Regions from separate parts of the Oryzias latipes genome. Here region 1 is linked to region 2. The links are chromatin contacts, called in public Hi-C maps. All regions are on one chromosome and are shown on one strand. Each heading gives the region's core, a stretch centred on a gene start, on an enhancer-like site or on the middle of the called end of the contact. The rest is flanking DNA. Distances are from core to core; before and after follow the strand shown. Region 1 has its middle 21 kb from the start of LOC111948196. Region 2 holds the start of LOC101171755 (copine-4).

Evidence for each region. Hi-C and Micro-C count contacts between places; a contact is called where the count stands out from the background.
Region 1: a contact with region 2 is called in a Hi-C map of gastrula embryo, with 3 times the contacts expected there. The contact joins the enhancer-like site here to the promoter of LOC101171755 in region 2. A contact is called at or near these places in 5 of 5 Hi-C or Micro-C datasets (embryo, fibroblasts and gastrula embryo).

Annotation. Positions count from the first base shown.
Region 1 is chr11:9,393,443-9,399,742 of ASM223467v1, forward strand. No RefSeq gene overlaps it. Among protein-coding and RNA genes, the nearest start is that of LOC111948196, 21 kb to the right of the region's middle. Within about 2 kb of position 1,264, at least 1 of the 8 cell types and tissues checked has an H3K27ac peak or open chromatin away from gene starts, as enhancers often do. A contact at or near this core is called in gastrula embryo, where this site is marked.
Region 2 is chr11:9,326,150-9,332,742 of ASM223467v1, forward strand. It overlaps LOC101171755 (copine-4), which reads left to right and starts at 3,930. Exons shown (of 17, transcript XM_023960051.1): 1 at 3,930-4,305. LOC101164165 (cytoplasmic dynein 1 light intermediate chain 1) reads right to left here and starts at 2,079. Exons shown (of 12, transcript XM_011480794.3): 1 at 1,853-2,079; 2 at 1,527-1,600; 3 at 16-132. The coding sequence starts at 1,956.

The sequences.
Region 1 (6,300 bases), core at 14-2,513, 65 kb after region 2:
AAATCATGGGTTGGAGACCCCTGATGTCTCTTCCAGAATCTGATGTTTTACTGTTGAGACGGTCGCTGCCCCACAGAAGAGGCTCACCAGCTGACCAAAACATGAAACTAGAGCAAAGAATTTGACACAAAAACCTGGCAAAAGTGATAAACAAACGCATCCGATCACATCACACTTTTCTCTAAAACACAGAACTGTCTCTGAAAGAGCGACTGAAGAAATAGAGTTTAAAACTCACTGAACCAAACCTGAGAGAAATGCCTTTGATTTTTCACCTTTTTGGACTTACATTAAATTAAAACAGCATTTTTTATTGTGTCGTTGGAATGAGTGTGGCAAAAAGTAGTCTACTACAAGAATACTTAGTCTAGTCTAAACGTGAAGCAGTATACTTGAAATTTGCTTTTTACACACTATCTATATGTTCTGAATGTATTATGCTTCAATTTTGTCTGAAGAAGTATTCAGGTAGTACACTTCCTACACCACACGTATATAATCTACAGTACACTAACCATACTTCTACTTCATAAAATAAACTTCAAGTTTACTTTTTTTTGTTGGGGGATCTCAAACTTAGGATGATTAGTCATCCTTTGGCAGAAAGTAATCTGTTTAAATGTACTGCAAGTATAATTCGTCTGTACTAAAAGGGAAGCACTATACTTGAAGTTTACTTTAGTTTTTACATACCATCTATATATTGTAAACTCAAAATGTTCCTATTTAGTCTAAAGAAGAATTCATTTAGCGTGCTTCTTACGCTACACCTACATGGTCTATGGTAAACTACACTTGCTATTCTTATACTCAATTATACTTAATAAAATTAACTTCAAATGTACTGCTTTTTACTACATTATCAAAGATAGTGTCAGTTTTAAAAACCTTTCCTTTTTCCTCCATTATGATGACAGAAAGACGGAAAACTTTTGGACTGAAAAGTTTGGTTTTGGGATTGACTCAAAAAAGTACCTTTAGTACCTTATGGATAGTCTCACAGCAGACAAAATGTAAAAAATCTAAATATACTATGTGCCAAGAAATAATCTCCTTGACTTAGTTTAAACTGTAGAACACAGTATCTTCTCTGCACTCACTGTCACCTACAGATGTACAATATCTTATAACTGTCATCTCCTCTCAAATGCCTGAGATCCTCGAGATATGCGCAAGATAACAAACTCTTATCCCAGCATCATGTTGAATCAGCACACATTCCCTCAGTGGACACAAAGGGAATGCTAATGAGGATGCAGATCAGCACTTTCAAAACGCTGGTGGCTCCTGAATTCTCCGGTTGCTCAGGCTGCACTGCAGGCCGAGGCTGCCGCTCAGTGGTTCGCCAAGGAGCTGCACAAACATGAGGCCCACGATGAAACCGGGTCATGCAGGGTAACATGACCCAAAATGGAATTTTCATTGGTGTATTTCAAGCCATCAAAGTAAAAAATACAAACACATTCAAACAAAAATATATATTTATACATAAATATATCAAACCTAAGATGATTAATCAGGACTTGATTGGAAAATTTTAAAAAGTAGAAGAAAGATACATATTCAAATATGCACATAAACATTTAAAAGGTGGCGTAATAATTACTGTCAATCATATATCATAAATAGACACTTAAACATGCAAAACACTGAATCCACCAAATGTGTAGTTTGTGAAAAAGAGTCCAATTACTTTAACAATAGGCGTTATTAATCTTCAGACAAACCAAAGGTATGTCTGAATAAACCCCTTTAGTAAATGAGGCCAAACTTTATTAATTTCAACCATGTTTGAAAATCTTTGGTGTTGGACCGGACGGAAAAGGAAAGAAGGGAAGAAGAGAGAGGGATGTTAAAGAGGGGGGATAGGAGGGTAATAATAGGAGGGAGGGGGGGTAAGACCATGAAGCAGCATAAAGCAACAAGTTTACTGGTTGTTCATCATTATGGTAAGGTTCAAATGTAGTACAAAAAGGGCGGGGCCTGTCCACACACACACTAAAATGTTATCAACACACCTGCTAGCTGCAAAAATGTCCACATGTCAACATGTACACAAAACAGATAGTGTTCACACACGCATACTTATGCCTTAAAACCAACTAGTGTGAAATATTTCCTTCATTCAATCACACAAACTATTAGTGCAAAGGTGAGCTAACACCTGTGCTCAGGTGAGTGTTTATGTTCTTCTAAAATGGATGGAGGAATGTGAAAAGAAGGAAGGAGAGTGCCCAGCCATCCCCACACCAAGACCCCCGCCGCAGCAGCAGCGGCAGCCGGAACCCCCCCAACGCCACACGGGAGCAGGCAGGGAACAACCGCCCCCCGGGAGCAGGCAGGGAACAACCGCCCCCCGGGCGACCAAATCCGCCACCCAGGCCAGGGCCAGCAGGACCGCCGCGAGGCCCCCAGAGCCAGAGAGCAGGGAGGCATGGGGGGAAAGAGAGCGTCGCCCCAGCCCAACCAGGAGAGCAGCCCCCCCGCCGCACCGGGAGAGCCCAACTCAGGGCCCCACCGGAGAAGGGCGCCCACAGCCCCAGACGAGCACCCCATCACCACCCAGGAGTTCCGGGCATCCCCCCGCCCCAACCCCAGGTACGAGCCAGGACCCCCCAAGGGAGACCGGCTCCGCACTCCAGGCAGCCACCCACCCAGCCCACAAGGGGTGTTGTAAACATCGCCCGACCAGGCTCGGCCACAGTTGGAAATTTGGCGGGGCCCAGCGCTCAGGGGCAAGGACCAGCCCCCCCCCCCCCCAGGCGCACTGCAGGCTAAACCCCTCACCCTAATATGAGGTTATACGAGGAAGGGGGTAAGTTGGGGACAGCTGGTAGACTGTCCCCCGGTGGTCAAACAGCCGTCCCCCAGCCCCCCCCCCCCCCCCCCCCCCCCCCCAGCATAGTGGCCAGGTCCACCCAGCCCAGGAGCCCCATCCCCGGAGGCGCCGACACCCCAAGCCCAGCACCACCCACCCCACAGAGAGAGAGAGGAGCCAGAAGGCGTCGCCCCCCCCCCCGAGGAAGTCCAGGCCCCCACCCCCAAACGCCGGCCCTAGAAGAGCTCTGGTCAGGCCTCGACGGGACCGAGGCAGCCAACCGGCCGGGAAAACCACCGATTGCCTCAGCGGAGACCCCGAACCGTCAACCCCCCATGTCCCGTACCAATATTGGGCTCCCCCTCCCCCCCAGAACGCCCCCCCACGGGACAGGGCCGACAAGCCCCCAACCCCACCCCACTCCAGACCCCGCAGCCGAAGCGGATGACACCCAGGGCGACCGGGGGTCCCAAGAGGCCCTCAGTGCTCATCTGCCTGCCCAGCTGTTGGACAGGACAAGTTAAAAAATAAATAAATAAAAAAGAGTCCAATTATTTGCTTTAATAAGGGAGGGTGGAAGAAAACCATAAATACAATACCAGCCTTAATAAGCTTTACTTAGTTATTTAATTTTTTTTTCTTTTCTTCCTACATTTTTATCATAATTCGATCTGTAACTTCTAATTATAGTTATTTATACTTTATCAGTCCAAGTGCAAAGTTTCTGCAGAGCGGCAGTAGTTTATTAGAAATGTACCTCTGAGTTGTGGGCGGGACTATCGGCACAGAGCAATGATATGTCACCCATAACTGAGGGGCTCTCTGTTTACATGCTCGCCCCCTAGCTTACAGCCCCTCAAACCCTCAACCTAACATTAGCGGTGCAACAAAAATGGCGAGCAATACCAGAACTATCCGGCTGCACAGTTTTGAGACAGATGCCATCTCAGACGAGGCAAACGATAACAAACATCAGAATGGAGCGGAGCAGGGAGCTTGTTACAGCTTCTGTTCAAACTCTGTAGCTGAATGGCTCACGAGACTATAAAAGTGGTTCTATGCAGCAGAAAGCCATGTTCTAACAGCAAAGTTGGCAAAACATCTGTTGCATAACTTGGGTAAATGAACAAGAATACACTGGATACTTTTCTGTTCTTTAATTGCCACAATGGCTGAATTGCTGCCTTGGAAAACTATTTTTTGTGTGGGATGATGACCCAGAAACACTTGTGTCCTAAGGGCTGCTTTGGATTGTTCTTTTTTCCGGTTCTTTCAATACCTGTGACTCTTAGCAGTAGGCTTGAAGTAATAGTAACAGAAGTGTCTGTAGATCATTCGTGTCTGAATCTCTCTTTCACCAACACTTGTGTCACATTGGATCAGTTTACAAAACTTTTCAGATAACAGTGAAGATTTTACCAAAACCTTCTTCATTTGGGTTCTAATTTACTAAAACTTCCACACCTATAGGGTTGATCCTTTCATAAACCTGTATTTGATTGTTTTGGGGAATTATTATGATTTTTACAATTGTCATAGCCTCCTGAATGGGATTGGTAATTTTTCCAGACATTTTTACTTCTGAAGTTATCCTACCCAGATGACATTTGGGGCTTTTCAATGGTATTACAGGTGACAGGGTTGTGGGAATTTTGAGTGGATAACATGTTTCCACCGTTAGTCAGAAGGGTATCTCATGTCAGGATTGTTAAATAGAAAGTCATATTCACATGTGTATTTCATTTCTATACTTTAAATAGAAGCATTTTTATGTATCGCCTAATGTGAGCTAATAATATATCATTGTATAATTCAGGACTATCATCATAGCATCAGCTGGATTGAGCAGCAGGGCAAAGAAGAGAACAGCAGCTCCTCTGGGATCAGTTTTCTCACGAGAGCATCTTATCGTCTCTCTGGAGGTCATCTATTTTCCTTCACTTTGTTTGGTGACTTATTTTGCTAGTTTGATGTTGAGACAGATGTGATCACTCCCCACAGAATATGTACGCTCATCAAAAAAATAAAAGATGAATATATTTAACTAGAGGACACCACTGCACTCTGCTGGACAACAGTGGTAAAGGTGGCTTGATGCGGCGTCCTGCAAGAAAACTTTAAAGCTTTTTTAAGCTTTTGTTTAACTTTTTTTCTTGAAAAAAAAAAACGTTTTTGTAACCGTGTTATATTTACATATGTGGGTTTTAAAATTTACAGGCAGATACAAAATAACTAAGCAGCCAAAAGATAAGAATTCTTCTTGGCTACAAGTAACATTAGATTTAGAGCCAAAGAGATCCAGTCAAATTTATGGAAACACAGGAGAGACTGACGTTTTATTTGTCCTTGTAGCTAATGTTTATGGTGTGGTATGTATAAGCAATGTTTTTATTTTATTTTTTATTTTATTCCTATTTTTTGTAATTAATTAATTTTTTATTAACTACTGTAATTTTTTATATGCTGCTTCTTAACTTGTGTATTCTTGACACTGTCCTTTTTAATGCAGTGGTGTACTCCTTTTTATTGATTGGACTATGAGTCTGGAATACTATCTATCTATCTATCTATCTATCTATCTATCTATCTATCTATCTATCTATCTATCTATCTATCTATCTATCTATCTATCTATCTATCTATCTATCTATCTATCTATCTATCTATCTATCTATCTATCTATCTATCTATCTATCTATCTATCTATCTATCTATCTATCTATCTATCTATCTATCTATCTATCTATCTATCTATCTATCTATCTATCTATCTATCTATCTATCTATCTATCTATCTATCTATCTATCTATCTATCTATCCATCAATCTGTCTGTCATTTATGGGTAGCATCTGCCTTTTCCTCACACCCGCCACCCTCCTGTCTTCCTTCATCACATCCACTAACCATCTCTTTGGTCTCCCTCCGGGACTCTTCCCTGTTATATTCAACCTCATCCTTTTACCAACATCATCACTGTTCCTCCTCTTACTGTATACAAACCATCTCAGTCTGCTTTCCTGCATTTATCTCCAAAACATCTTCCATTATCTGCTCCTCTGATGGAATCATTCCTGGTCCTTTCCATCCCCTTCCCTCCCAAAGAGAACCCCAACATATGTATCTCTGCTTCCTCCAGCTCTGCCTCCTGTCTCTGCATCGGTCAACATGGCTGCTTTCACCACAGTCTTCTACACCTTTCATTTCAATCTTCTGGACACTTTTGTCACAAATTACAGCTGAAACCTCCCTCCACCCATTTCAACCTGCTTGCACATGCCTCTTCTCCTTTTTCCCAAATACAATTACGAGTGTTTTACTTGAAGTCATCCACCTTCTCCCCCTGTAACCTCGCCGTTTATTTTCCTCACATGAGATTCCTCCATCTTCTTTAGTCTGTCTACACTCTCCCAGCCTCATCTTTCCAGTCCCTGATCTCTTTTAGATTATGTTTGCTCAAGATGTAATCAATTTCTTCCTCTC
Region 2 (6,593 bases), core at 2,680-5,179:
GCAGTAGTTGGTTACCATCAATGTCGTCATCATGAACACTGAAGTAGAGGTATTCTAGGCCACGCCCCTTCATGTACTCCTCAATACCCTGTAATTTAGCCACTAAGGTGGTCTTCCCTGACCCCACCTCACCTAGACATAGAAAATCCACGAATTACACAAAATACACTGATAGGACATACAATCTTTGAATTCAATCTCTAAAGGAATTGTAAAAAAAAACTTGCATTGTTGTTCACTGAATCTTTGTTTCTAATGCTGCAGCGTAACTATCTTTAAAAAAAAAACTCAATCTTTTATTCTTATTGGACGTTTTCCGATTTATCCATACAAATAAATCGTGTGTTTAGAAATACTTAAATAGTAAATAACAAATTATTTAAATAACAAACCATTCATGTCTTGTCTAAAATGACCACCAGGAAGAGCATCATATGTGTAAAAAATGTGTTAAATAGTTTATATCTACCCCCTTAAAAGAAATAATGAATCTATGATAGATCTATTGAATCTATTCTATTTATCTTTCTTTTATGTATTACAATTTAGTTCACAATTAACACATACAGTTTAAATTGTGACTCCTTTTTTTCAATTCAATACCTTATTTGGTTTTAATAAAAAACTATTTCATGAACAAGCAACTTAAACCAGGCAAAAGTGAAGACATTTACAGTTTTACATTTACAATTTGTAAGGTTAAAAGGTAACATACATGTTATTTATGCTTGAAATGAGAGGAAGTTCCTTTAGGGGAATATTGATCCATTGATTTCATAAATCCATATGGCATTTTTTGAGTGGATTTTCTGATTTTTATTTTTATCTTAACCCTTCAAACTCTCATATCAACTTTGATACAATAAAATACTGTTAAATTAAAGTTACAACTAAATAAATAATGTACATTTCTTTGAATTTGAATATGAGGTATGGTATTGCCATGCATTGTTTTTGATCTGTGTTTTATAAGGTCATCATGTCTGCAAGTATCTTTTTTTCTTTGTGCCATTTTAACCTGAACCGATAGGGGGTTTTTGCACCACGGACATCCTAACAAGTCAAGTGTTCACATTTACATTTATATCTTGGCGACTTAAGGCACAGATTAGCTTAGATGTGCTTGTATGTTTTATATACGTGGGTCTTAATTTAAAGGTACAGGCAGGCAGTCGCTCTGCTTAAATCATTTAAAGCCCGAAAGAAAAGAAAATCAGTCATCCATTGTGTTTATTTTCATCTTTGCTAGCTCTGCTACAGTACAGCAGCATCACTGGATGTCACAATGACTTGCATGGTTTCAAAGTGAGGCGGCTCGATGGCGCGTGTGTGTGCGCGCGCGCGAGCAGCAGGCGCTCAAGAAATACACCTGTCCTGTGTGCGAGATGCTCCAGCTCCAAAGCGAATACCGCTAGCTTAGCTACCGCGCAGAATTAGACGCAAGAGGAGGTGATCACCAACTCATGGGCTGTACCAGAGCTAACGGTACCCACTGGCTAGCCAGCAGACATGCAAATAATACCCACCCATAACCAGGACATTTTTCCCAGACGGAAGCTTTGATCTTGAATGGGTGGACACTTCACTCAGGATGGTAGACCTGCAGACAGCACGCCTCCATTATTACAGCACAGCCAAACAAGACGTAGATTCATACGAATTTATTTATAAACAATGAAGCCACAAGTTAAACTGAGCTCGACTGTGTCACCAGTGAGTCTGGTCCTGATGCTAGCTAGCCTTTTTTTTTTTAGCATGCTAGCTGTCAAACCATCATTTCTCCAGCTTTGTGGGCTCTCAGTGTCCCCAAACTGTAAGCACAATGAACCCGCTTCAATCTCCTATCGCCCACCAAAGGTTCTGTCCATCTTCTTCTTCTGGGTTGGAATTCTCCAGTGTGCTCTTAGGTCCACTTGAGGTGGAGGATAATAGTGCACTCCTCCCTGAAGTCGCCATCTTCGCAGGGTAAACCTAACGGAGCGCCCGGATGTAGCAGCGGCTGGGAGCTAGCTAGCTTAGGGTACCGCGCGGCGCTTCCACCGTGGCCGGGGCGTGGTCCGCGCGCACAAAGGCTGAGCTCCGCCACAAAACACGGGGTGATCTCATCCAACAGGCGACCCGACGGGGAAAACAGATCCTAGAAAATAAAATACATGCCCAAAATAAAAAAATGCGAAATGTCTGAGAAGAAAAACAAATAACAGAAAAACTATGACATTAAATTACACATCATTTTATTGTATTTAGATCTGAACAGATTTACTAATACATGATTTTATTGTTTAAAAAACAGATTTAATGTACCGGTCTTCAATTAGTGGTTTAAAGTCCCTCTCTGATCATCTTTTGATCTATTGTAAAGCATTCCCAGTGGTCTTTTAGTTATGATTATGCTGTTGTTAGGCAAATTCTAAAAACCTGTGATGTTATAGGACATAGTTTCTGCAGAGCGGCAGGAGTACATTAGAAATTTGCTCCATTGGAGCAGAGCTACCCTGCCCCCTTTCCCGTCATACATAACCGAGAGCTCTCTGTTTACACACTCTCCTGATAGATCACAGTACCTCAGCCTCCCAACCTAACATTACAGGTGCAAAAAAAATGGTGAGCAATATTAGAGCTATCCAGCCGTACAGTCCTGAGTCAGATGCCCTCTCGGTTGTGGAAAACAAACACTTACATGGATCTATATGTCTACTAGTGGATTCATCAGAATGGAGCAGAGCAGGGAGCTTGCGGCACACCCAGCATATTTTCTGTTTTTCATCTGCTCCTGATTGTCAACGGTTTGAAAAAAGAAATACTCAACCGTGCAATTTTGAACTTAATTTTCTTTTTAAATGTCCTCCATCGTCAGAAAAATGCCACAAGAAGAGTGCATGTTTAGGAGTTGATGAAGACCATTTTTTGGATGAAATTTAGAATAGCCTTATTACAACGATACAAATTAATTTTCAGTGACAATATATTTATAGAAGCCACAAAAATCCACCTATACTCAGCTTTTGTATTTTGATTTGTAAACGAAATGCCATCTGGCTAGGATTTTTAAAGAGGTAAAAAAAAGATATTGTGATGCATACATTTGCTCCCCTTCATATTTCCTTAAAAGTTGATCCGTTTTTATAACTCTCATGTGAGGTTTACTAGAGAAATTGCAACAACAACAAACCACATTAAAAACCAGCTGATCATCTTTAAATCTATTGTAAAAACATTCCAAGTGGTCTTTTAATTTTGATTATACCATTTTTGGACAAAATACAAAAAAGCTTGAGTTGTATTTTAGGACATAGTTTCTGCAGAGCAGCAGGAGTTCATTAGAAATTTGCCTCTACGTTGTGGCTAGGACCGTAGACATGAAGCAAGTCTGCCCCACTTCCCGTCACCCACTTGTTGACTCTCCCGTTAACCTGTAGCCTCAACCTAACATAAGAGTTCTGATCCAGATTCCAGCTCAGACCAGGAAAACAAAGACATTAATTGATCTAGTTAGTCACGAGTTGATGCATCAGAATGCAGAGAGTTTGTGACCCGGATTTTCTACTTCACATCTACAAGCATTTTCAATGGAATTTTTTCATCTGCTCCTGATCTACAGCAATTTGAATAAAAGAATACTCAGAAATGCAATTTTAAGCTTAATATATATGTCAGAAAAAAAGCTACAAGAACATGTTAAAAACACCAACATTTTTCATCTTTAAAAACTATCTTGTATCTTTCCACCAAAACAATTGTAAAGCAACTTTGCAAACGTCTGGATCATTCTATTTCAAGCTTAAGAACCTGCAGGATACTGCGGGTTCCTGCTGTCAGGCGGTCACAGGTGTGCGGTCACTGCTCATTACAGGAAGCAGCGAGGCGCGTCGCAGCCAATCAAAGCTGAGAAGCAGCCCCTGCGAGCAGTAGTTCACCTCTGCCACCACAAGATGGCGCCAAAACACCGCACTTAGAAACCGCGGGTCCCCCGGTCCTCTGCGCTCCCATGCGGCCCCCTGACGGAGTCCGCGTAGTGCAAACTCCAGTAGAGTGGTGTAGCGTCCTCCTCCTCCTCGCCCTCAGCCTTCACTCAACCAGGCGTGTGGCGCGCATCCTCCTAGCTGTTGGAGTTCAGCTCGGACTGTCAGTGCCCAAGCCGGTCGAGCTCTGCAGTAGTAGGTGGTGGTGGAGGGGTGTAGGTTGAGGCGAGGACAGAGATCTATCACTGCGATGGGTCCGGAGGTGGAGAGGTATTCGTGATTGTCCAGTGACCGGTGGCGAAGTTCCTCAGCTCCGCTCGGATCCCCTCTCCAGGACGCATAGGTGAGTCTCCCCTTTGCAGGTAGGATCATGCGCGAGGGGTAAAAGACTGTTGGGGGGAGCTTCGCGCAATTTTCTGTCCTGCCACTGATGGGTGGAGGCTGAAAACATGCAGCCCAACACAGAAACAGCAACAATGTATGTTGTGTGATTGCTTAAACGAGTTATTCTAGAACAAAACAAAAGAGGAAATCCCCATTTCAAAGAAATCAGTTAGGGTACATGTTTTTTTTTTTCTGAACAACCTCAATGGAGCAGTTTTATAAAAGTAAATCTTTCTCCATTAGTTTCTGCTTTCTTTTCTCCTTTGTGTCTTTCTATTTTATTTGCCCGTCTTTCCCAAATATCTTTCATGACTTTCTAACTAATCCATCATGTGTCATATTAACTCTTCAGTAATCTTTCTGTCTGCTCAGAAAAGTTCATCAAATTTCCCTCTGGTTGATTTCTCTATGCTTTTGGATTCTTTTGTGTTGGACTCTTACAATCTCATAATTGAATTTGTGGTCACAGAAATATGTAGCAGGTGTCATGGAAGTCACTAGCACAGGTGAGTTTGCCTTCCACCTTTTACTCCTCGTGACCGATTTGGCATGTACTTGCACATACACTTGTTCACAGACGGAGGGTCAAAACAATCAAGCTCCAGTGATTGTCACAGTGTGTAGAGAGTGGGTTGAGAGTGAAGTGCAGTGGTACGATGCAGACGTGCCTCAGCAATCAGCTGGGACTCTTCTGGTTTTTATTTATGACTTCCAGGCTCTCCGAAGGTATTTGCAGTTTGACGGTAGTTTTCAGATTTCAAAATGGTATATCTCTTATAGTGACAAAGTTTTGAATCGGAACATTTTCAGAGTAATACAGTCAAATATTTGACACAATTATGAATTTTTTTAATGTTCTCTGATCATCTTTTGATCTAATTTAAAAGAGTTCCCAGTGGTCTTTTAATTAAGATTATGTTGTTCTTAGAAAAAAACAAAGAACGGTGTAATTTTTTAAGACATAGTTTCTGCAGAGCAGCAGTGGCTAATTAAAAAATGCCTCTGATATATAGGCGACAAAGACTGTCCCCACTTCCCCTCACCTATGTGTTTACAGGCTCTTCCACTAGCCTACAACCTCTCACCCTTTGTTGCACTTTACTGGTGCAACAAAAATGGCGAGCAACATTGGCGCTATCCAGGCGTTCAGCATTGATCCAGATTCCAGCTCAGACAAACAAAACAAAGACGTACATGGATCTAGTCGTCTACGAGTGGATGCATCAGAATGGAGCGGAGTAGAGCGCTTTCTACAGCGTATTTTCTACATCACAAATACGCTTTTCCCCCCCGCGATTGAACGTTTTAAATAAAGAAAAACTCAGAAAACCAATTTTAATCTTAAGTTTTTTTTTCACACGTCCTCCACCATCAGAAAAATGCCACAAGAACATGTAAAAAACACCGAAAACATGATTTGTCTTTAAAATGCAATAAGAAAAAAATGAAAACAAAAACCCAAATAACAAATCATCAAATTCAAGATTACAGAAAAAAGTTGTCTAAAATAAAATAAATTGTATGTGTTTATTTCTTTTTAAAATGTATTGTTTATTATTTGCTTTTGATCTGAAATTTTTTATTAGTTAAGCTTCATTTCCTGTTTTTTTGTCCATTTTATTGGTGGGAACTACATCATTTGCATTTCAAAAACAGCAATTTTTTGGTTGTTTTTTTTTAACTGTATGTTTCCAGATTTTTTTTGATGAAGTGTGAAGTGAGAATTAATTGTCACCTACAGCAATGTGTAACACATGTGACAGCTGATGCTTAACTGAACCACCGTGGCCGCTTCGGCACACAGCAGCTCTGGGTAGAGAAATGTTCCATATCTCTTTTTATTATTGGTGTCATCTGCTGTCAGCTGGAACAGACAGGCATCTGCTGCTCTTCACACGCACACACTTTAGTGAACATGCACACGCTGACACAAAACAACAGTTCACAATAAAAAATAAAAAAAACTTTTGCCACTCCCACTCATATCTGCTGCGCGTTACAAACCTGCCATGTGGCTCTGTCCACGTCTCTGTAAACACACCGTTCACTGAGCTTCGCTAAAAATAATCACCCACACACCCTTAGAACATGAATTATGGAAGAAGGGGAAGAGGGAGAGAAAGAGACATTCAGGTCAGAATCAGACCCACTTCTAAGAGCTTGACTCCCCGAGGATGGTACTACTAGACCACTGCATGAATATTCAGCTGGTACCATCTAGAACCACAGATCTGCGGTCATCCTGCT